Regions from separate parts of the Mus musculus genome. Here regions 2, 3 and 4 are each linked to region 1. The links are chromatin contacts, called in public HiChIP or PLAC-seq and promoter capture Hi-C maps. All regions are on one chromosome and are shown on one strand. The core of a region is the stretch at or near the end of the contact, and the rest is flanking DNA. Distances in the headings are between cores, read along the strand shown.

Region 1 (5,298 bases), core at 1,450-3,949:
ATATATTTCTATTTGTGTATGAAAAACTTTAAAAATCCAAAATGTGGTATAGCCCCTAATTAGTACATATTCAAATATAGAAAGAGAAGCTCGAGGGGGGAAATGTCAAAAAGGCACGGTTAAAAGAAGACGTAGTAAGTACCCAAGGAGCTAAAGGGATCTGCAACCCTATAGGTAGAACATTATGAACTAACCAGTACCCCGGAGCTCTTGACTCTAGCTGCATATGTATCAAAAGATGGCCTAGTCGGCCATCACTGGAAAGAGAGGCCCATTGGACTTGCAAACTTTATATGCCCCAGTACAGGGGAACGCCAGGGCCAAAAAGTGGGAGTGGGTGGGTAGGGGAGTGGGTGGGAGGGTATGGGGGACTTTTGGGATAGCATTGGAAATGTAAATGAGGAAAATACCTAATAAAAAGTATTAAAAAACAAAAAGAAGATGTAGTGTTTGGCAAAACCTGAGGAATGACTTGTCATACACTCGCCTATGGCTGTCACTCCGTCACACACATGGATATATTCCCTGCTCCCCAGCTGTTTCTATAGGGTCATGGACTGTCCCTATACTCTACAGTGACCCTGGGGTATATATACCTGCTTCTCTTCTCTCCATTTAGTCATTACTACAGCCCACTCAATATCTAGAATTTTCTGTTTAGCCATGTAAAATATTTACACTTGGCCTAGCACACAACCAAGGCAATTGACATAAGCTAAAATAGTTTTTTCAAGCGGCTAAAGAATGATTTTGGAAAAGTACAGTGCACCGGAATCTAGCATATTCCTTCAGCCTGACCTCTGGGAAGCTTTGGTTTCAAATGCGTTCTCTCACACAAATCAGTCCACTCTAGCATAACTGAGCTGTTGCTTAGGTAAAGAAGTCTGGATACCAGAGGCAGTCAGAGATTAGTTACTCCATGATAATAATGTGTAAAACATTATTCTGCTAAAACAATAGGCACCTTTTAAAAACTGGGCAAGTACTGCATATTTCTGCTTTGGGATTAGACTGTTTGCATTATTATTGATTTTATGTTTATTAAATACATCTATTTGGTTTTGTTTCCCATTACTTAGAAGTGAACTCATATCAAGAGGGTTAATTGCACACATTAACCTCTGAAATATGATGAAAGTCGTCCTTAGATTTATGAAGACCCAAGATAAACCTTAGCCGGCACTGGTTTTGCACCAATGGTTAAACGTCCCCTGAATGCTGTGTGGAGCTAACACTACACACTCGAGGACACCCAAACGCATTATAAGAAAAATACTCCATGGGGAACGCTAGGAGTTTTCATACCTACTTCCGGTGCCTTTAAAAAGAGTTATATAAACACCACCTTAGATCGGAGTGGTGAATCATAAGCAATTATTGAGTGCCTGCTGTGTACACGGCACAGCAGTCTTTGCTGCTTAACCTTCACTTAAGTCTTTCATAATTTCTCAGTTGGATGAAGTTGTGGGAATTAAGCCGATGGCCTGAAATTCAGGCGCAGAGGCCAAGGTTGTGAAAAATTACATAACTCCTGAGAGAGACCGAGTGCTTTTGCCCGGCCTGCCTGAGTGTTTCTCTTCTCCACCGGCTCCTCGCCACCTCTGAGGCCCAACAGACAACTTTGCTTCCCAGCCCCTTCTCCCTCTTTTGTCTGCTCTTCAGACTCGTTTTCCACCTTCGTACCGCTCCCTTTAGACGTGAAAACAAACACAGGGCCGCGCGCGGGTTGGCAGGGAGACCGGAGGCACGAGGGGACCGAGCAGCTTCGGGCCCCGAGCGCCGGCAGCCGGTTCCCCCCCCCCTCCCCTCGCTCCCCCGGGCCGGGCCCTCCGCGCCAGGCCGGGCGAGACCAGCCGGGTGAGCGGGGCGAGCTGGCGGGCGAACGTGCGCTCAGCGGCGGCGCCCGGGGCCGAGTCCAGTCCGCGTTTTGCGAGTGCGCAGCAGCCCTCGGAGAGAAGCGGATAATAGTTGCTCCGGCTCGCTCGGCTCCCTCACGCCGCGCTGGGCCCGATTAGGCTCAGGCAAGTCGTGCATTTCCCCCCCCCCCCCATATCCGGGTTAGAGAGGGGGGAAAAAGAGAGAGAGAGAGAGCGAGCGAGAGTGAGGGAGGGAGAGAGAAAAGTTTCATTGCAAGCGGAACTAAAAAACTTTCCGCCCGTTCAGGCCGTAGCGGGCGCGAGCCCCCGAGCGCAAAGGCGCGCCCCCGGCGGGCGGCCCGGGGCTGCGGGGGGTGGGGTGGGGAGGGCACCGCGCTTCCCCGCGGGCCGCGTGGATGCGCGCAGGAGGGGCGGCCGGCTGCGAGTGGGGACATTGTCTCCCCCCACCCCGCCCGGCCGCGCCACGCCGCGGCGATCATGGCCGCGCGGGCAGCAGCGGCGGCGCGGGCGCGGGCGGGCAGCGGCGAGCGGCGGGCGCCCTCGGGGCCGCGGCCGGCGCCCGGGGCCCGGGACCTGGAGACGGGCGCGCGCGGCGCGGTGGCGGCTCCGGGCCCCATCCTGGGGGGCGGCGACGGCGGCCTGAATAATGTGCACCACCACCCCCTGCACCCCCGTCACGACCTGAACATGGCCCATAGCGCGAGCGCCGCGGCGGCCGCCAGCTCCAACAGCGCGCAGAGCGGCCGCTCCGAGGCGGCTCTCAAGGAGGGTGGAAGCGCCGCCGCGCTGTCCTCCTCCGCCGCCGTCGCGGCCTCTTCCTCCTCGGCGGGCCCCGGCTCGACCATGGAGACCGGGCTGCTCCCCAACCACAAACTGAAAGCCGTTGGCGAGGCCCCCGCTGCACCGCCCCATCAGCAGCACCACCACCACCATGCCCACCACCACCACCACCACCATGCCCACCACCTCCACCACCTCCACCACCACCACGCACTACAGCAGCAGCTAAACCAGTTCCAGCAGCCGCAGCCGCCGCAGCCACAGCAGCAGCAGCCGCCGCCACCGCCGCAGCAGCAGCATCCCACTGCCAACAACAGCCTGGGCGGTGCGGGCGGCGGCGCGCCTCAGCCCGGCCCGGACATGGAGCAGCCGCAACATGGAGGCGCCAAGGACAGTGTCGCGGGCAATCAGGCTGACCCGCAGGGCCAGCCTCTGCTGAGCAAACCGGGCGACGAGGACGACGCGCCGCCCAAGATGGGGGAGCCGGCGGGCAGCCGCTATGAGCACCCGGGCCTGGGCGCGCAGCAGCAGCCCGCGCCGGTCGCCGTGCCCGGGGGCGGCGGCGGCCCAGCGGCCGTCTCGGAGTTTAATAATTACTATGGCAGCGCTGCCCCTGCTAGCGGCGGCCCCGGCGGCCGCGCTGGGCCTTGCTTTGATCAACATGGCGGACAACAAAGCCCCGGGATGGGGATGATGCACTCCGCCTCTGCCGCCGCCGGGGCCCCCAGCAGCATGGACCCCCTGCAGAACTCCCACGAAGGGTACCCCAACAGCCAGTACAACCATTATCCGGGCTACAGCCGGCCCGGCGCGGGCGGCGGCGGCGGCGGCGGCGGAGGAGGAGGAGGCAGCGGAGGAGGTGGAGGAGGAGGAGGAGCAGGAGGAGCAGGAGGAGCAGCGGCAGCGGCAGCAGGAGCCGGAGCTGTGGCGGCGGCGGCCGCGGCGGCGGCGGCAGCAGCAGCAGCAGCAGGAGGAGGCGGTGGCGGCGGCTATGGGAGCTCGTCCTCGGGGTACGGGGTGCTGAGCTCCCCGCGGCAGCAGGGCGGCGGCATGATGATGGGCCCCGGGGGCGGCGGGGCCGCGAGCCTCAGCAAGGCGGCCGCCGGCGCGGCGGCGGCGGCGGGGGGCTTCCAGCGCTTCGCCGGCCAGAACCAGCACCCGTCGGGGGCTACACCGACCCTCAACCAGCTGCTCACCTCACCCAGCCCCATGATGAGGAGCTACGGCGGTAGCTACCCCGACTACAGCAGCTCCAGCGCGCCGCCGCCGCCGTCGCAGCCCCAGTCCCAGGCGGCGGCGGGGGCGGCGGCGGGTGGCCAGCAGGCGGCCGCGGGCATGGGCTTGGGCAAGGACCTAGGCGCCCAGTACGCCGCTGCCAGCCCGGCCTGGGCGGCCGCGCAACAAAGGAGTCACCCGGCGATGAGCCCCGGCACCCCCGGACCGACCATGGGCAGATCCCAGGTAACCCCCGCGCCCGGCCGGGCCTGCTTCCGCCCGGGCCTCGCGCCGCGAGCCCGACTTTCTTTCTTCGCCGGGTACTTTTCCCGGCGGTTGGCGGGGGTGGCGGGGGCGCGGCGCCGCCGGGCCGGGGCCGGAGCTGGCGGGGCTGGGGAGCCGGGGTGTCCCGCGCCCTTGCTGCGCGCTGCGCTCCCGTGCCAGGCCCGGGACGGGACCTCGGTGCCCCAGGCCGCGCCCGCCCGGGGAGGGCTCTCGGGGCAGCGGGCTCCGGGGCCCGGCTTGACTCCGCCGGCGCCCACGGTGTGCCCTGAGTGGGCGCGGGGAGAGAGGAACTTTCTCTCTTCGGGCCTCGGTCGGTTTCCCATTCCCCTTGCGAGGAGGAGGCAGGGGGAAAAAAAAAACCAAAAAAAAAAAAAAAAAAAAACCCAAAAACCGAGGTTAGCTTTGTGACAGCCGTGGCTGGTGGAGTTTGGATGTTTACCAGCAAGAATAAGACCCAGATTTACAACGGGCGGAGGCGAAATATTGTAAAATAACATCGATTCGTTCCTAAGAATAGCTGGGGAGAGATCCATTATGGGGCTAAGGGCTCCTTGGAAGGAGTCACCTTCAACCGGGAGGCGATGTTGAAGGAATAGATTCCGGATCGATGGAACTTATTTTGATCATGGGTTAGGTTTTCCTTTTTTATTCAGCAAACCTAGTAAGGTAGTAGGCCAGAGAAAATGGGTCGTTGTGGATCGTATTTGAGTGGATTTTCTTGATTTTGCTGTCTCCCAAGTCCAACAGCGTTGTTAGGAAGTGTCTTGCGCTCTGGCTGTTTCTTGCTAGTAGGCTGAGCCTAAAGACTGACTTGATCTCTCCTTTGCAAGGTTTGGAATTTGAATTGTGGAGGTAAACTGGCTGTAATAGTCTCCAGACAGCTGCCTCTGAGTTGACATCTAATCTGCCATCTGATTGGCTCCCCTCTCACCATTGGGCATTTAGCACTGCTGATGTAAATAGAAGTGCGGAGCAGTACAGTCACAAAAATTCCTGACACAAATAATAACTGAACTCTATTCCAAGCACATGGAAGATTGAATACTATTTAGAGCTTAAATTGTTATGAATCATAGTTAGTAATAAAGGATTGAATACAGAGAAACATGCTGTTGTCCAGTATTAGGCATTTATAAAACTT
Region 2 (5,298 bases), core at 516-3,015, 610 kb before region 1:
GCTGCTGTAGGCTATGAACTGAAACCAAAATGATGCAGAAAACAAGAAATAATACTGCTTCTCACAGACCACTGTCTTTTCCTTCAAAGATCTCTCTGATTCCCCTTCAGAAAAAGATCCCCAAACAGTGGGTCTTTATTAGGTTTATATTGCTACAGAAGGCAAAAGAAGGGTGCCATACTTGAGAGATGCAGATCTTAGAGAACAAGACCCACTTTTTTACTGATTAAAAAAAAAATTGGGCTTAGAAGGAAACAAATTATACTGAGCTAGGAAGGAACAAACTCATGGCCTGGGAGTCTCTGGCTATGAGCAGATATGCCACCACAGCCTAACATTCAAAGTCAAAGCCACAATCTTGATGTGACAATGTCTCTGTTTGGGAAGTCAGTTGGCTGTGCCTCTCCTTCTTCTCTACCCCCAACTGCAGAGTGTTTCTTATCATCACTCCCCTTCTTTCTTACTCATTTCACAACCCACACCTGCTTCCTCAAGACAATGAGGCAGCAAGAGTCAGAATCCTGCAGAAAACAGAGTAGGTAGGCTGTTGCTTCCCAACTTATCCATTACCTAATAAGTGCAGATCTGAGGTCACATCTGATGGTGGAGAGCCAAGATATATCCCCTAATCCTGTCTTGCTCAAATATGTTCTAAAAACAAGAAAGCGGGGTTGGGAATTGTTAAAAGAACTTTAGTGTATTGTTTCCTGGGTTTTCCTGACCCTGACTTGGGAATGGTTTATTCTTAACAATGGCTTACACCTTACTTGCTTACAGGTAGGCTACAGAGCTCCAATCTTAGTTTTCTGCTTAGTTATCTGATACACACTTATACTGCTCCACTTCCCTCATGGGTCTTCCTTCTGCAGCAGTAAAGGTTCAGAAAGGTTTCCATTTAGGTTGGTCCGTTGACTCTGGAGAGACTGGGAAATTTGAAGGAGGTTGCAGGTGAATGGTATTAATGAGAGTGGACAGGATGGCTTTGTAATTGGCAGTGTGAAGGCAGATTCAGTTCCCTGGGCCTGAACAAAACCCAAAGTGGAAGATTTAATTGCCTGGCCAAAGCTTCCCCTCTTATCATTTGCATGATACCAGAAGAAGAGTGAGCAGCCAGACAGAGTATGGTCATAGTCAGCAAACTAAGTCTGACCAAACTACTGGGTCAGAGTAGAGAGCCTTAGGGACACTCAGAAGAAACAGCAGCACAGAACACAGCAGACAAAAACACCCCACATGGAGCTGACATCATGAATTATGTAACTTGAATAATTTCCATTGTCAATAAAGCATCAAAATGAAGCTCTTCTGAATGCGAACTGAGGGAAGAGTCCTCCGAGGAGGCAGATGCTTGCTGTACTTGAGGCTGCCAGTCTTCAGCGGAGGAGCAGCAGGCTCAAGACTGCTGTCAGGGGTGCTCTGCCGGCTGCTGGGGGGCCCACCTTGCTGCAGTTGCTCTCAAACAAGCCAAATAAGAACATAAACAATGTGTTATTAAATATCCCCATGCTGATCCTGCAGCTCTGTATTTACGCAGCACTCTGTCAAGAGCCCAAACCTTTATCCAGGAGACCAGAACACTTGATCTTAACACCTTCAAACAGATGGAAACCACACAAATGGGAGACGCAGGAATAGAAAAGAAAATGATACCTCTTCTGAGCTAACCTTGGCCCAGAAAGGACATAATGTGGACGGGGGAACTGTCAGGAGGAGAATTGCACTCTCTTCAGAAGCCAGTGTACCTTTAATTTCAAAAGTACAGCCGAGGATCGTTTTCTAGACAGATGACTCTCCGCTCTGTATCTCTCGCTGTTCTTTGGAGAGCTTCTGCTATTCCTCTCCCATCTGTTATTTTCATTTATTTCAGCTAGGGTTTTTTTTTTTCCTCCCAAATTGGAGGATCTTATTTTGGGAACGATATATTCCATAAATGTTATCCCATTTGAAGGAACGGTTGTGTTTTTTCTCCCCATCCCTTTTTAGGGAGAAAGGAGAAGAGGATTTTCTGGGTCTCTACCTTAGGTTCAAAACATAAGCCTTCCATTGAACAACTTGCTAATAAATCTCTATACCTAGCTCATACCCTAGCAAGGGGGCCAAGCCATACCCATGCTGCCCCCTTGGAAAGAATCTCACTTTGCATACTCTCTCCAAATGTTGTCCAAGTTCCTCCTGAGTGAAGACTTCATCAGGCCTACATCTCCATCTGAGTTGTTGGCAGGCAAGGGAATGGAAATGCAAATAAAGGGACATCTGTGCTATATCCAGAGAACTAGATCTCATCAGAAAGACTAGAACTTTCATCAGAAATGAAGGAAGGGGGAGGGGAGGGAAGGGAAGTCTGGGATGCACAGCTACCTGAACAGACATCTATTCTGAACACACAGCTACAATGAGACCCTGTGTCCTATGTACAGGTGACATCTCCACTTCCAGTCCTTGGATGTCAACATCTTAGATTTGGAAAACTGAAGATGTGTTACTTCTCTCAAGTTCCTTCTTAAGCTGCACCTCTGTTCCACTCCCAACGTAATTGGCTCCTAGCATGTTGGATGACTACTTGTGCCATGTGCTTTTCCATAAACATGGTTTTGTATGTAGTAGGCCTGCCTGCCTGCCTGCCGTTTGCTCTTTTCTCTACCTGGCAAACTTCTGCAGAGAAATTCCTGGCTCATCTCCTCTAAGACAGCTGAAATGTTACCCTACTCTAGGATACTTTCCCATATCCCCCTCACCCCAAATCCCCACAGTTTCCCTGTGTTCCTCATCCACTTTCTCTCACACAACTCCAATCTTGCTCATGGCCCTTTGGAAATTTGATCTTAATAGTTTGTTTTCCCCTTGGCCACTGTTAAACTCACGTTCTCTTAATATTTGCAGGTGGAAAGGAAAATCTTATGGCTTTTATTGATGGTGGAATTTGAAGAAAGTGTTTTCCCTTGAAATATGCAATTATAACAGCTCTATTCATAAATATCACCTAGCATGTCTATTCTTGTTGCTGTTGAGAATTAGACTCACCCAAGGGACATGGGCTCTAGTGTTTCTTTAGCCGTTAACTAGCTATTGGTGTTCTCAAATGTGCTCCTGTTCAGCTTTTTCTATTAGTGTCGTGAATGTCCTTTCTATAGTCATGAGTACTTCCTTTACTTATTTTTTCATGTCTCATGGTTGAAACAATGAACTTGAATGAGAAGTAAGAGCTTTTATTTAATAGCAGAGACCATCATGTTGACCCACAACTAGACAAAATGCAGAGAAGTGACTACCAGGTGCCTAACTCAAATTAGTATATCTATAACACAAACATACAGCTAAGGATCAAGAACTATCGGGGAAGAAGGAGCAGAAACATTCTAAGAGCCACATGGCCCAAATGTCTTCTGAAAGATGCTGTCTTCCAGCCATATTAGGGGAGCTGCATCCATCAATTCTCAACAGGAAAATTGAAAACAAGACTCCATTGAACCCACCAGTCAACATGCCAGTGTGGATAAGGGAGATTTCACAAGGCTCCACCCCTGATATTAAGAGCTATAGGCAATCACTGGCCATTGAGAGAGGGGGAATCAGTCAGTCTCTTCTATGGATGAGTTTCCTGATAGATTATCCAATCTTGAGTGTTCAGCCCTAAACACATATACATATATGAACAAGACTAAACTGACTCAGTAGAGTCTCTCCCTCTTCCATTCCCTCTCCCCCTCCTCTCTATTTCTTTCCGTCTCTCTCTGTCTGTCTCTCTGTATCTCTCTGTCTCTCTCTGTCCCTCTGTCTCTGTCTCTGTCTCTCTCTCTCTACACACACACACACACACACACACACACACACACACACACACACACACAGAGTGGGGGTTTGGCCTAGATAATGTCCAGATCTTCCATGAAAACTTTTCAGCCTTGATCTCTGAGTAAGAGGATAGGCAAGTCAAGGTCCAGTCCTTGGAAGAGGCTACATAACCCCTTCTATCTTTGCTCTCCTCATCCTAAAGTGGAAGAAATAGGAAGTAGGGGTGGACATGTTGTAGATGCAATATTCTTGCATGAAATTCTTTTAGAAAATTTTAAACTTTAAGTGTCATGAATGAACTTATAGACAGAAAAGCTCTGTGTAGATAGATATGTAGGAAAATAAGACCATTTACTAAATGTGCTGTCTTTGCTCATCCCTAGCCTTCCTCTGTTCACTATCCAGTAATAACAAGAGCAGCAACAATAGAGTTTAAAATAATTCACATACTGTGATTTCTCACTTTTATTTTACTGACATGTAGGTATAATGAAATTTTATCTAAATTCCAAGGGAAACAAAATTAGAATATTACATAAATCTTACAATAATAAAGTGTACTTTTAAAAGAAATGTTAAACTTCGGAATTGAGAAAAGTTGGACATTGCCTGGCCCAATCGCCTGCCTAAGGCCACAGAGACGAAAGGTAAAAGAGGTTTCATAGTCTCCTGGAAGAGCTGGACACTGGCTAGCCAGCCTCACACCTTAGGGTGAGGATTGAAGGCTGGAAAATTTTGAGTGGCCTGCGTGGAAAAGCTGGACGTTGGCTAGCTCAACCTCTCATCTTAAGGTAAGAGGACCAAGAGCAGAGAAGGGTGTATGGACTAAATAGCTGGATTAAAGACTGAGCTGAGATTCAAACCCAGGCCCCCAGTGCTAGATCGGTGCTCTGTGGTCCTTAGGAGGATAAGGAGATTTCCGGAAGAAAGTACGTCAGTGCTGTTTCTATTCCTGAATGATCAAGATACTTCTGTGTGAGTTTGCCACCATACAATGGCTCTTCTTTCTCCCTTCTTGTCAATCCATGAACTTTGGCTTGACCTAACTATTGGTGTGATGGTACCATTGTCTTTCCTCCTCCATCCATTTCCACGTAGTTGGTTCCCTCATTACCCTTATATGTCACCTTCATATTGAGAATGTTCATTGATTGTTCATATGGATTTAAAGTCACTCCCACGGTAGTCCATCCATCTGCTTTTCTCTGTCTTATATGTTTGTTAAAACATTATATATTTTAAGACTTATTTATTGCTTATTGTCTTTCCCCATTCATATATAAGCCCCATAATGTTAGGATAATCTCTATTTTATCAACTAACATGGTCACAAGCCAATGAATGAGTAGGTAAGTGGCCTGAGGAGAAGCCATTCCTAATGGACATCAAGAATAAAAGCAAGCAATTCCTCAATGGCATAGTCTCTCCCCTCATTGTAGAAAAGGACTTTGTTGTCTCATGCCTGGGAGGTCCCCCTAGTCACAGCAGGCTCTCTAGTCAACCCTG
Region 3 (5,298 bases), core at 1,304-3,803, 550 kb before region 1:
CGGTCTCAGCTCACTAGGGCGATCTCAGCACACTAGGGTGGTCTCAGCTCACTAGGGTGATCTCAGCACACTAGGGTGATCTCAGCTCACTAGGGTGATCTCAGCTCACTAGGGTGATCTCAGCTCACTAGGGTGATCTCAGCTCACTAGGGTGGTCTCAGCTCACTAGGGTGATCTCAGCTCACTAGGGTGATCTCAGCACACTAGGGTGATCTCAGCACACTAGGGTGATCTCAGCTCACTAGGGTGATCTCAGCTCACTAGGGTGATCTCAGCTCACTAGGGTGGTCTCAGGACACTAGGGTGGTCTCAGCTCACTAGGGTGATCTCAGCACACTAGGGTGGTCTCAGCTCACTAGGGTGATCTCAGCACACTAGGGTGATCTCAGCTCACTAGGGCGATTGCTGCTTGAATGTGAGAAGAGTCTGTTGGGGAACAAACTCCAGCTGCCACTTCCAAAGGCAGACATTTTCTAGGACTCTCCAAACAGTAACCATTTTGATTGCTAACAACTTTAAAGTTCAGATTTTATCCTAGCCACAGGAAAACATCCCTGACGATTTCCTGGCCATTATCTGTTCTATAAAAAAAAAAAAAAAAAAAAAAAAAAAAGACAGAAGATTTTTGTTTTTTTGCCTGAATTCTCTGTGATGGCATCCAGCTATTTGTTGATGATGTGTATCCTTCACTTTGCTTCTGCCTCTATGTTGCCCTTTCCATGTGCACAGTTCCCAGACCCATCACCTATTCAGTTACTTCAGCATCCTGTTCTACACAGGCCATCTGACCATAAAACAACAGGAAAGTCAGAGACACCAGCGAGAGGGAAAACGTCACAGAATCGTTGTATTCCTCTTCCCTGGGGGTTGTATAAGGACTGCTCTGTTTTTGTTACACTGAATCTCTGGAGGGCTTAACATTGATCAGATACTGCCTAGTCCATTTAAACTCTGTGATGGCTACTATTGGTTGTCAACTTGATTACATCTGGAATGAACTACAATCCAGAAATGGAGGGCACACCTGTGAGAGAGTTTTTTGTTTGGTTTAAAGTGAGTGAATCTATTTCCAGTCTGGAATGTTTTGAGGTGGGAAGATACCTGCCTTTGATCTGGATCTTGAGGGAGGAAGATCCTTTCATTTGGGTATTAAGGTGGGAAGACACACACTTAATCTAGGTCATACCTTCTGCTAGAAATACATATATATACTTATGTATGTGTGTGAAATAAGAAAGCTTTTGCTCTTTGCCTGCTTGCCCTTGCCTTACTAGCAAGCCAATTCCTTCACTGGCATTAAAGTCTATGTTTTCTGGACTCCAGCACATACTGAAGACCACCTGAGACATCCAGCCTTGTGGTCTGAGAAACTACTGGATTCTTAGACTTTCTGTTCATAGACAGACATTGTTGGATTAGCTTCACTGCAGCCTCTAAGTCATTGCAGTAAATCCCCCTTATGTATATGTATAGGTACATGTACACAGACATACACATATGCACATATCTGTGTGTGAACACACACAGATATTACTTGAGAGGAAAATTGTATTAGTCAGGGTTATCTAGGATAACAATTTATAGAATGAATATATACTCACATACATGAGTACTCACATACATTTGTGTATATATGTGAATATATGTATATATAAATATACATGTATATGAGATTTATTAGAATGACTGTGGTCCAAATAATTCAACAATGGCTGGCTGTAAAAGGAAAATCCAAAAATCTAATAGTTGCTTATGTAATAGTTGGATATTTCAGGTGGTCTTCAGGAGACTGGAATCCTGGAAAAGCAAACTTTAATGAAAGTGAAGGAATGGACTTGCTACTGATGTGAGAACAAGTAAGCAAAGAACAAAAGCTTCCTTTTCCTTCTTCATGTCCTTGTATTGGCTTCCGCAAAAGGTGTGGCCCAGATTATAGGGTTTCCCAGCTCCAGTGATCTCGATTAAGGATCTTTTACACACTTAAAGTATCTTTCTACCTCAGAGCTCTGGATAGAAATGGATCTTCCCACTTCAAATTAAGCAAAAATCCTTTCCAGTGTGTCTTCCATTCCATGGTTTAAGTTAATTCCAGATGTAGTCAAGCTGATAATTGTGAAAGGACATCCCAGGTATGTAGCAGGCCAAGCACATTTCTGATTTTATATTTATAATGTAAGTTGTAAATATCTGACATGTTCATTAAAAGTAAGACCATACACTAGCTTCCAAAACAGAAACTATCAACTTCACTAATTAAAAAATTTTGATTCATCAAGAAGTATAAAAAAACAAGATAAGAGTATGTGATTTGTGTCAGATAGGGTTTTTATTGCTTGAAGCAATGCCATGACCATGGCAACTCTTAAGAAGGAAAACATTGGGGTTGGCTTATAGATTCAGAGGTTTAGTCTACTATCATCATGGCAGGAAGCATAGTGGCATGCAGGCAGACATGGTGCTGGATAAGGAACTGAAAGTTCTATATCTAGATTCACAGGCAGCAGGAAACAGACCCTCTGGGCCTGGCTTGAGCATCTGAAACTTCAAAGCCCATCCCCTTGTAACACTTCCTCCAACAAGGCCAATAGTGGTCAACAAGGCATTTCCCAATGGCACCACTCCCTTATAAGCTTATGGGGGCCATTTTTATTCAAACCACCACAGATTGACAAAGCAGGTTAGAAAGAAAAAATGATCATCGGTGGTAGATTTGTAGAGCTTTGAAGCCTGTAGTATTAAATGGATCAATCAACACTGAGTAGAATCAAACAGAATATATGCTAAGATTTCTCAATGCTGTCCCTTTATAGATAGAAACAGCAACAATCTGTGACCAAATGAACATATATTACATCATTAGAACAAAGTCATCGGAATGCTCTCTGCTTGGTAGTTTAGGAACAGTGTGTCTCAGTTTCACCAATGCAGAGTAGAATCCTTCTCCACTTACATTGATCAAGGCTCTATAAGAGGAGTGTGCACCCTGCTCCACAGACACTCCTCTGTGCTATCACTAGGACTCAGGACTCTCATCAAAGGGACCTTCTGCTTTGCATTCATGCCTGCATGGTTTTCCTCCAAATAACAGGGCAGAAGAGGGGCGCAGGAGGAAAAGGGGGTTCTATGTCCTGTGAAAAAGACTTTTTCAGAAACTTTTAACAACTAGACATAGGAGCTGACATCTCTGTAGGTAAGAAATAGTCTAAGCGACTCTGGATTTCTTGGAATTGTGAGTTCAGTACCTGATAGTTTCATAAAAGCTAGCTGATGACTCCAAATTCAAATAATTATTACTAAATTAGTGAGCCTGAGAGGAATATCTCATTGTGTTCATATATTTTGGAACAAGGTTGGCAGAACTCTCAATGTTCTATTTTGAGGTCTAAACAAAAAAGCATTTTCTTTGTTATGGCTCTTAAGGTCTATGAAGCTGTAATGATTCACATACTATTAGAGAATTTAAAAACCTCTGAGTATAGACTCCCATCTGTACAATAGTAGAAACAAATACCTTTCTCGTTCCTTTTAATGACAATATAGTTATTTTTATTTTAGAGAATAATTAGCATTTTCTATCTAAATATAATTGAACAACCTAAACATATAATCAAAGCTGCACATGAAGGACCATATTTTAGGGTACAGTAGTCATCTCTGAGTCATCAACCATGATGGAGCAAGGCTGTGCTTCTGTAAAGCATAGCAGGGTCTCAGTCTTCATGAAGGAAGCCAGGTCTCCTCTTTGAAATTCAGAAGCTATGGGACATTTGGCAACCCTGAAGGGAAAGAGATTGATATCAATCTGTGGGAATTGCAAGTAAAACTCAATGGAGATAAATCTCTTGGGTTTGAAGTCTTTGTCTCAGAATACAGCAAATGTTATCAAGGTCTTATTCAATGTCTAGAGAATATGTATTATTAGAAAATCCAAAATCCAAAATCCCTTTGCAACTAATGTTTTTCAAATCTTATTATTAATGATGCTTCTTAAACACTTTAATCTCCATTTTAGCCCACCATCCACCAGAGGTGGTGGAAAAGACAGGATACAGGGGAAGTGGACCTGTTTAGAAAGGTACTTTGGAGCAATTCCCATCTGTGTTGTCTGGAAATCAGCAGTTCAGTCCACAGGTTAGCAGGCAGCAGCAGCTCAGCACAAGTCAACAGAGGGACCAGGATTCGGAATGTCAGGAGAAGTTCTCCTCTGAGCCTCTCTAGGCAAATTGAAGATCAGTGATGATGAGAGACCCACAAGCCTAGGTCAGCCTCTGTCACTGTCCGTTGAGTCCTACTTATACCCTCCAAACATCACCTGCCCTCCATGGTTCTTGCCTCAGCTCATGCATCCGTATCAGCTGACATCACTCTGTCAATCAGCCCAAGTTCGAGGAAGCAACAAGAAAAGGCAACACACCATCAAAAGTTTTCTGGTGCGTTTCTCTCTATGGAGTCCCAACAAATGAAGCTCAACTCCGAAATGTAAGGCAGACCAACACATGCATGTTGTTAGCAAGGAGTCCTTCATCATGTGTCCTTTTTTTGCCTTAGCAGAACATCCTTTGACCTGTGTCTGCCTCAGCTAAATGTTCCTTCATGTGTCTGCCTTAGTCTTTCACCTGTGTCCACTTCAGATAAATGTTTCTGCAAGTGTTTGCCCCAGCAAAACACTGCCCCAGCAAAACACTGTCCAAACCAACAGACTTTCTAAAGAATCCTGAAGTTTCCAATTCATCCCTTGACAGAGCATTTTTCTGGACTTAATAGTTTCTAGAGTCATATGATTGTAGGCAATTCCACTGTAGCTTACATGTGTCCGTACTAATTACCATACCTGTGAGGGCACCAGACAATATTAAGACATGATTTATTAAAACCAAGAGTCTACCTTAGAGATAATGTATGAACTAAAAGGTATTATAGGGTAGGTAGCATGGTGGCTCCTCCCTGCAACCCTAGCACTAAGGAGGCTGAAGCATGAGCATTGATATGGGGGTTCTAGGCAAGCCTGACTGATGTAAGACTATCTTACCTTAAGAAAGAGAGGGGGAGAGGGGGAGGGGAAGAGAGGTGAAAAGGAGAGAGGAAAAAGGAAGAGAGGAGAAAAGAGTACAAGAGGGAAGGGGAGGGAGGGAAGGGGAGAGGAAGGAAGCAGAACATAAAAGAAACCATTAAAATGGTTAGAATTTTTGTGATTGTGTTACCTCACTCAGGATATTTTCTGGTTCTATCCATTTGCCTAAGAATTTCATGAATTGATTTTAACAGCTGAGTAGTACTCCATTGTGTAAATGTACATTT
Region 4 (5,298 bases), core at 738-3,237, 530 kb before region 1:
AGACTGGAATGTTAGGCACTAAATGAGACGTCTATATCATGTACCTCCTACCAAGGCTCAAGAGTCTTGGTTGTCGATGAGGCAATAAGACTGACTATAAGAGCCAGTGGCTATGTGTGACTACAAAGAAATCGTGTCTCCCAGCCAAGGCAGGACAGCCGAGCATATGAACATACAGGACTTGCAGCAGCATACATAAGACCTTTGCAAGCTTAAGCCAGATCAAATCACAACAGATAGAGAGGAGGTGGACACAATGCCCCACCCCTACAGCAGGAGCTATTGGCAACTATTAACTTCTGGGAAAGAGGGAGTCAGTTTTCTTTAAGACTATAGCTCCTAACAGGTCAAGTATGCTCCAGTGGAAGACCACACATCTAAGAATACTGAGCAATACATATATGGGTTAAAAAAGAAAACCAGGACACAAGGTTGGCTGGGTAGGGAAGTGGCAATGGATCTGGGAGGAGTTGAGGAAAGAGGGATGTAGGTGATCTAAACTCACTGTATGAAATTCTCAAAGAATTAATTTAGAAAAAAGAAGAGGTGAAAAAGAAGCACTGTAGGCAAATGACAAAAAAAAAAAGTTTTATTTGGAAAATCCCATAATGAAACTTAATTCTCTGAAAGCCAATACAAGTTATGTAATTAGTTTAAATAAGCAAATAAATGTACTCCTTTATCTTCAAGAGTTTAAAAAGTAAAATTAATGTAAAGGGAATCGGGAATTAAGAAAAATCACTTATGATTAGAATAGAATATCCATTGCTGCAAGCAACACTCATTGACAAGTGCAACAAATGGGAAGTTTTCAAAAGAAGCAGGATACACCTATTCCTCCATGTAAGTGGAGTCAGGTTGCCCAGCCCAGGGGAAGCTGAGAGACTTCACTGTGCCTCCATACATGACTGCTTGGCAGCACAGCTTGCCAAAGACCATCAGTTGCCTTCCTTGTGAATGCTACCTTTGTGCAGCATCAAGAAAGTCTATCAACCACCATCCAAGCAAAGGCTTACATTCAAGTTGTCAAGTATGGTTTTTATTGAACATGCTGTGGTATTCTAAGCCATAAGACCATACATCAAACCATAATAAGCACTAGCTATTTTATTTGTATCTCATATTCATACCCTTCTGCAAATTCACTAACTAGTATTCAGAACATGACCACAAAATCCTGTTACTCCTCCCCTGTGGTTGAACTTAGTGCCCTGTTTGTACCAACTAGATGAGTGGAAAGAGTTAATACCTTGACTTTCCCAGGGAGAAAACTAGCGGATCTCACTTAAAGTCAGTGACCAAGGTTAATGTCATCTGATCAATTGTGCACACTGACATGTTCAATGACAGGAATATGGTGTTTCTGTGCTACCCTGCCCCAACACCTATAACCTCAGCTTGTGGTTTAGTCTGGGTATTAAATAGGTCCCAGGTGCTTGATGATGGTTAGGTCTTCACCTGCTGGAGCTGCTGAGAGGTGGTGAAAGCTTTAGTAGGTAGGGTGAGGTCAGTTATTGGAGACCCAACCCAACTCCATTCCATTGAGCCTACCTTCTCGTTCTTTCCTTTCTTTATTCCTCCTCCTCCTCCTTGTTCCTCTTCTCTTTTCTTCTCTGTTTCTCTCTTCTGCCTCTGTCTGCCTCTGTCTCTCTGTCTCTCTGTCTTTCTGACTTTATATCTGTTTTTCTTTCTCTCTCTGTATCTCTATCTTTCTGTGTCTCTGTGTCTCTATGTGACTGTTTCTCTGTCTCTTTTACTCTGTCTCTCTCCTTATCTCTGTGACTCTGTCTCTCTTTGTCCCTGACTTGTCTGTCTGTCTCTGTCTGTCAACCTTCATCTCTGTTTCCCTCTCCCTCCCCCTCCACCTTCCTTCTTGTCCCCAACAAAGTAAGCAAAGTGAGCAGTGTTGCCTCCCTCCATATTCCCCACCTTGATGTGCTTCCTCAGCACAGGCCCAAAAGCAACAAAATGAGGCTAAAACCCTGAAACCAGGAGCCAGACTGAATCTCTCCTCTTTTAAGTTGATTTTTCTCAGACATGTTACCATAACAACAGAGAGCTAGCACAGCATATTTTTGGTTTAAAAAAAAATCAGATAAATTCAGATGAAGAGACATTGTACAGGATTCCTCAAAACGTTGTTAGCCAAGAAAGACAAAGAAAAAGAAACTGTCAGAGACTGGAAGAAGCTGGATTGGCATGATGGCCAAATGCATAATGGGATCCTGGAAAAGAAGAAGAAAAAAAAGTTAATGGAAAAACTAAACCATGTAAATGAGGCCAATGGTGGAACTGGCAGTGTTACAGCACCGCTAACCTCTTAGTTTTGATAAGTACACTGTACAACAGTAATAGCATCAGAAGAACCATTATGGAAACACCCTGTGCTTGGTAACAGGGATCTAAAATCATTTCACATGTTAAAAAAAAATGTAAGACTGAAGGTGATTTCCTGGCAGGCACAGCTGGAGGGATGCTTGCCTGTGAAGGAGGAAATGGACTTGCCAAAGGAAATGAGAAATGAACAAGAGGCTGCTATGGATGCTTGCTTACATCTCCCAAGAAAGTGTCCTCTGCATTTCAGACTGATTAGCCTTCCGTGCTGGCACCGGGCTGTGACTCTGCAGGGCTTCTGTGATTTTATCACTCCTGTGATCTTGTGTCTTACCATGGGGTAAAACATACCTTTCCACCTCTTTGGGAGAGTCTTGCCTTGGTGGTCTAAGGCTGGAAGTAATACCTTTTCCTTAGACTAAGCCGGGGTTCTGATGCTGCTCCGTGGGACATAATCAATATCATCCCTGACCACAAAAGCGCAGCAGTTTATGTTCAACCCTGTAATTGATGTGTTTGTCATGCATGCTGCAAGCCACTTATACGGATTTACCAGAAAAGCAGATCATTCAGCCAAACTAGCCTATTTTTCTATAGATGAGCTCCACTGCACCCGGGGTTGATATCAAACTCACTATGTAGCTAAGACTAGCCTTAAACTCCTGAGCCTCCTGCCTCTACCTCCCAAGTGCTGGGATCATCGCTGTGTGGTATCACACCTCATTTGCTTAATGCTGGGCTACTTCATGCAGGCTAGACTGAGCCACATCTCCACCCTCACGCTACATTCTCACAATATACTTTATGGATGTGCATTTTTCTCTCCTTTATATTCAGCAGAAAATTCACTCACATTTATTGTAAGTACAAAAAGGCAAATAACTTTGAGCAATAATTGCATGATTTGTCTAGGACAAAGCTTTTGTTTTTCTTAAACGTTGATATGTTGCATCACCCAGACAGAAAATACAGCCCAGAGTGTAGGATACACACATACTCACCATAAAAACAACCATATTGTAACACCAAAATTTATTTATAAAATTGGTCAAGGAAATTGAGTTTAACATATGCTGTTATCATCCAAGAACATTTAATGAAATCACACTTTGTATTTATATAGCACCTTTCTTCTAAGGAGCAAAAATATGGCTCAGATATTCTTATTCTCACACCACGCTTGACAGGTGGGTAAGTAGCAACATTTAGACGGAGTTTGAATCACTAGAAAGCCAAGATGTGCATAGAGAGAAGAAAAAAGGCACACACAGGAAGCCAGAGGCTCGGAACGTTCCAACCTCGTACCAACTGGGTTCTACCTACACTTTTCTCTGAAATTTTAACTGCTAGTTGAATACTGCTGACAAGAAAACGGGAACAAGGGAGATATAAAAAATGGGTTTATACCAGCCCACTCAGGAAGCTAATGGGAGGAAGGCCAGACTACAAGACTATTCAAGGCTAAAAATAATATCTAGACCTTGACTGTCACCTTAGCTCTACACATCTGCTCAAGCCTGAGTCCCACAAAAGCCACCAGACATTTTCATTAAGGTCCGGTGTGTTTTATGGTAAAGATGCCTCTGCTCATCAGTCACTATAGATTGGATGCATTCATGGCAAACCAATGATCAGTGTAGGCGAAATCAACATGAGGAGCACAGGAATTCTTGTGTAAAGGATGTTAATGATTGAAAGACGTGGGTATGGTGTAGTCCTGGGATACTCTCAAAGCTATCCCAAAGAATTAAAAGTCTCTTCAAGGTAAACACCAACTATAGACCTCTGTTGGAGCCTGAAAGTTTATTTTGAATAAGAAAATGGCCGGGGAATGCATTTCACAGGCACACGACTGTCTTTGAAAAGGTTGTGACACCATGTTGCAATCTTTGTACTCTGTGGCATCCAAACTGCACTCTTCACTTGTTCATCTTTGTCTGATAACGTAGCTGAAAACACTTTTGAGGTCCATCCTGTTTTCAACAGCACCAGCAAATCTTGGGAGACAGTCATACAGAAAGGATAAAAGTTCCCACATTCTGAGTTAAGGAGACAAACAAAAGATGTGTATTACATTCTGGAAACAAGCTTGGATAGTGCAGGAAATGAGACAAAAATAACCAGTGATACTCCATGCTCCTGTGTAGTAGGGGTGGGCATTCTGCAAGACCGGTTAACATATCGCCTATGTACCTTACATGAGTCTCCCACACAGACTCCTTTGGGGAGAGTCCCATTTTATAGACTGAGGAGGCTTTGTATACTTGTCAGACAGAGGTCAGAGAGACATACAACTGTCTAACTCCAAGCTGGATACCCAGCCAGGCTTTTTGCTTCTCAATTTGTACAGAGAATGGAGTACTTCGTACTTTTCATTTCTTCCCACATGCTGAAGAAAAACCATAAACCATCACTGCTTTTTAAGATTTTTAAGTGTGTGCATGGTTCCATGCGCGTGTGTGTGTGTGTGTGTGTGTGTGTGTGGGTGTGTGTGTGTGTGTGTGTGTAGTGGTGGCAGCTTCCAGATACCAGAAGAGAGTATCAGATACATTGAGGCCGTAGTTATAAGCATTTGTGAGCTGCCAACATGGGTGGTCTTGAAGCATTTGCTTGTATCTGAACTTTTGTGTTTATGATTAGTTACCAATGGTCTCTAACTACTGAGTCTTCTCTCCAGCCCCAGAAAACGTCATTCTTACCATTAAAAACGTGGAATCAGAAGTCCACACAAAAGCTGATCTGCAGGAGCACGTTCTAAAGCCTATAGATCACGTGCTGCCACTACTCTGATATTCACGGACTAAACTGTAGGATAATGACTCTGCTCTGCATCTTTCCCAATTTGGAAATCCATTAGGCTGTGCACCACAAAGCTGAACATATTAAAAAAAAACCAACTCTTTCAACCATCTAATTTATGTAGATCTCAGTAAATTATAATGATACTTCTTTAATTAATTAATA

The links. Promoter capture Hi-C pulls out the DNA fragments that hold promoters and counts their contacts. HiChIP or PLAC-seq counts read pairs in DNA pulled down with a chosen protein or histone mark.
Region 2: a promoter capture Hi-C map of hippocampal neurons shows a contact between it and region 1, with 10 times the contacts expected there. The contact joins the enhancer-like site here to the promoter of Arid1b in region 1. A contact is called at or near these places in 2 of 39 promoter capture datasets (hippocampal neurons and pre-B cells), 2 of 484 Hi-C or Micro-C datasets (cerebral cortex and forebrain) and 3 of 115 datasets of contacts at active chromatin or transcription factors (embryonic forebrain, forebrain and large pre-B cells).
Region 3: a contact with region 1 is called in an H3K4me3 HiChIP or PLAC-seq map of pro-B cells, with 3 times the contacts expected there. The contact joins the enhancer-like site here to the promoter of Arid1b in region 1. A contact is called at or near these places in 3 of 39 promoter capture datasets (the C10 cell line, hippocampal neurons and maxillary cranial neural crest) and 4 of 115 datasets of contacts at active chromatin or transcription factors (embryonic forebrain, forebrain, large pre-B cells and 1 more).
Region 4: a contact with region 1 is called in a promoter capture Hi-C map of hippocampal neurons, with 5 times the contacts expected there. The contact joins the enhancer-like site here to the promoter of Arid1b in region 1. A contact is called at or near these places in 2 of 39 promoter capture datasets (hippocampal neurons and maxillary cranial neural crest), 1 of 15 datasets of contacts at CTCF or cohesin (pro-B cells), 1 of 484 Hi-C or Micro-C datasets (cerebral cortex) and 3 of 115 datasets of contacts at active chromatin or transcription factors (embryonic forebrain, embryonic hindbrain and forebrain).

Annotation. Positions count from the first base shown.
Region 1 is chr17:4,992,375-4,997,672 of GRCm38.p6, forward strand. Arid1b (AT rich interactive domain 1B (SWI-like)) reads left to right here and starts at 2,700. Exons shown (of 20, transcript NM_001085355.1): 1 at 2,700-4,118. The coding sequence starts at 2,721.
Region 2 is chr17:4,380,701-4,385,998 of GRCm38.p6, forward strand. No RefSeq gene overlaps it. Among named protein-coding and RNA genes, the nearest start is that of Gm41516, 190 kb to the left of the region's middle. Within about 2 kb of position 1,766, at least 15 of the 459 cell types and tissues checked have an H3K27ac peak or open chromatin away from gene starts, as enhancers often do. A contact at or near this core is called in hippocampal neurons, where this site is marked.
Region 3 is chr17:4,443,283-4,448,580 of GRCm38.p6, forward strand. No RefSeq gene overlaps it. Among named protein-coding and RNA genes, the nearest start is that of Gm34259, 170 kb to the right of the region's middle. Within about 2 kb of position 2,554, at least 7 of the 459 cell types and tissues checked have an H3K27ac peak or open chromatin away from gene starts, as enhancers often do. A contact at or near this core is called in pro-B cells, where this site is marked.
Region 4 is chr17:4,462,359-4,467,656 of GRCm38.p6, forward strand. No RefSeq gene overlaps it. Among named protein-coding and RNA genes, the nearest start is that of Gm34259, 150 kb to the right of the region's middle. Within about 2 kb of position 1,988, at least 11 of the 459 cell types and tissues checked have an H3K27ac peak or open chromatin away from gene starts, as enhancers often do. A contact at or near this core is called in forebrain and hippocampal neurons, where this site is marked.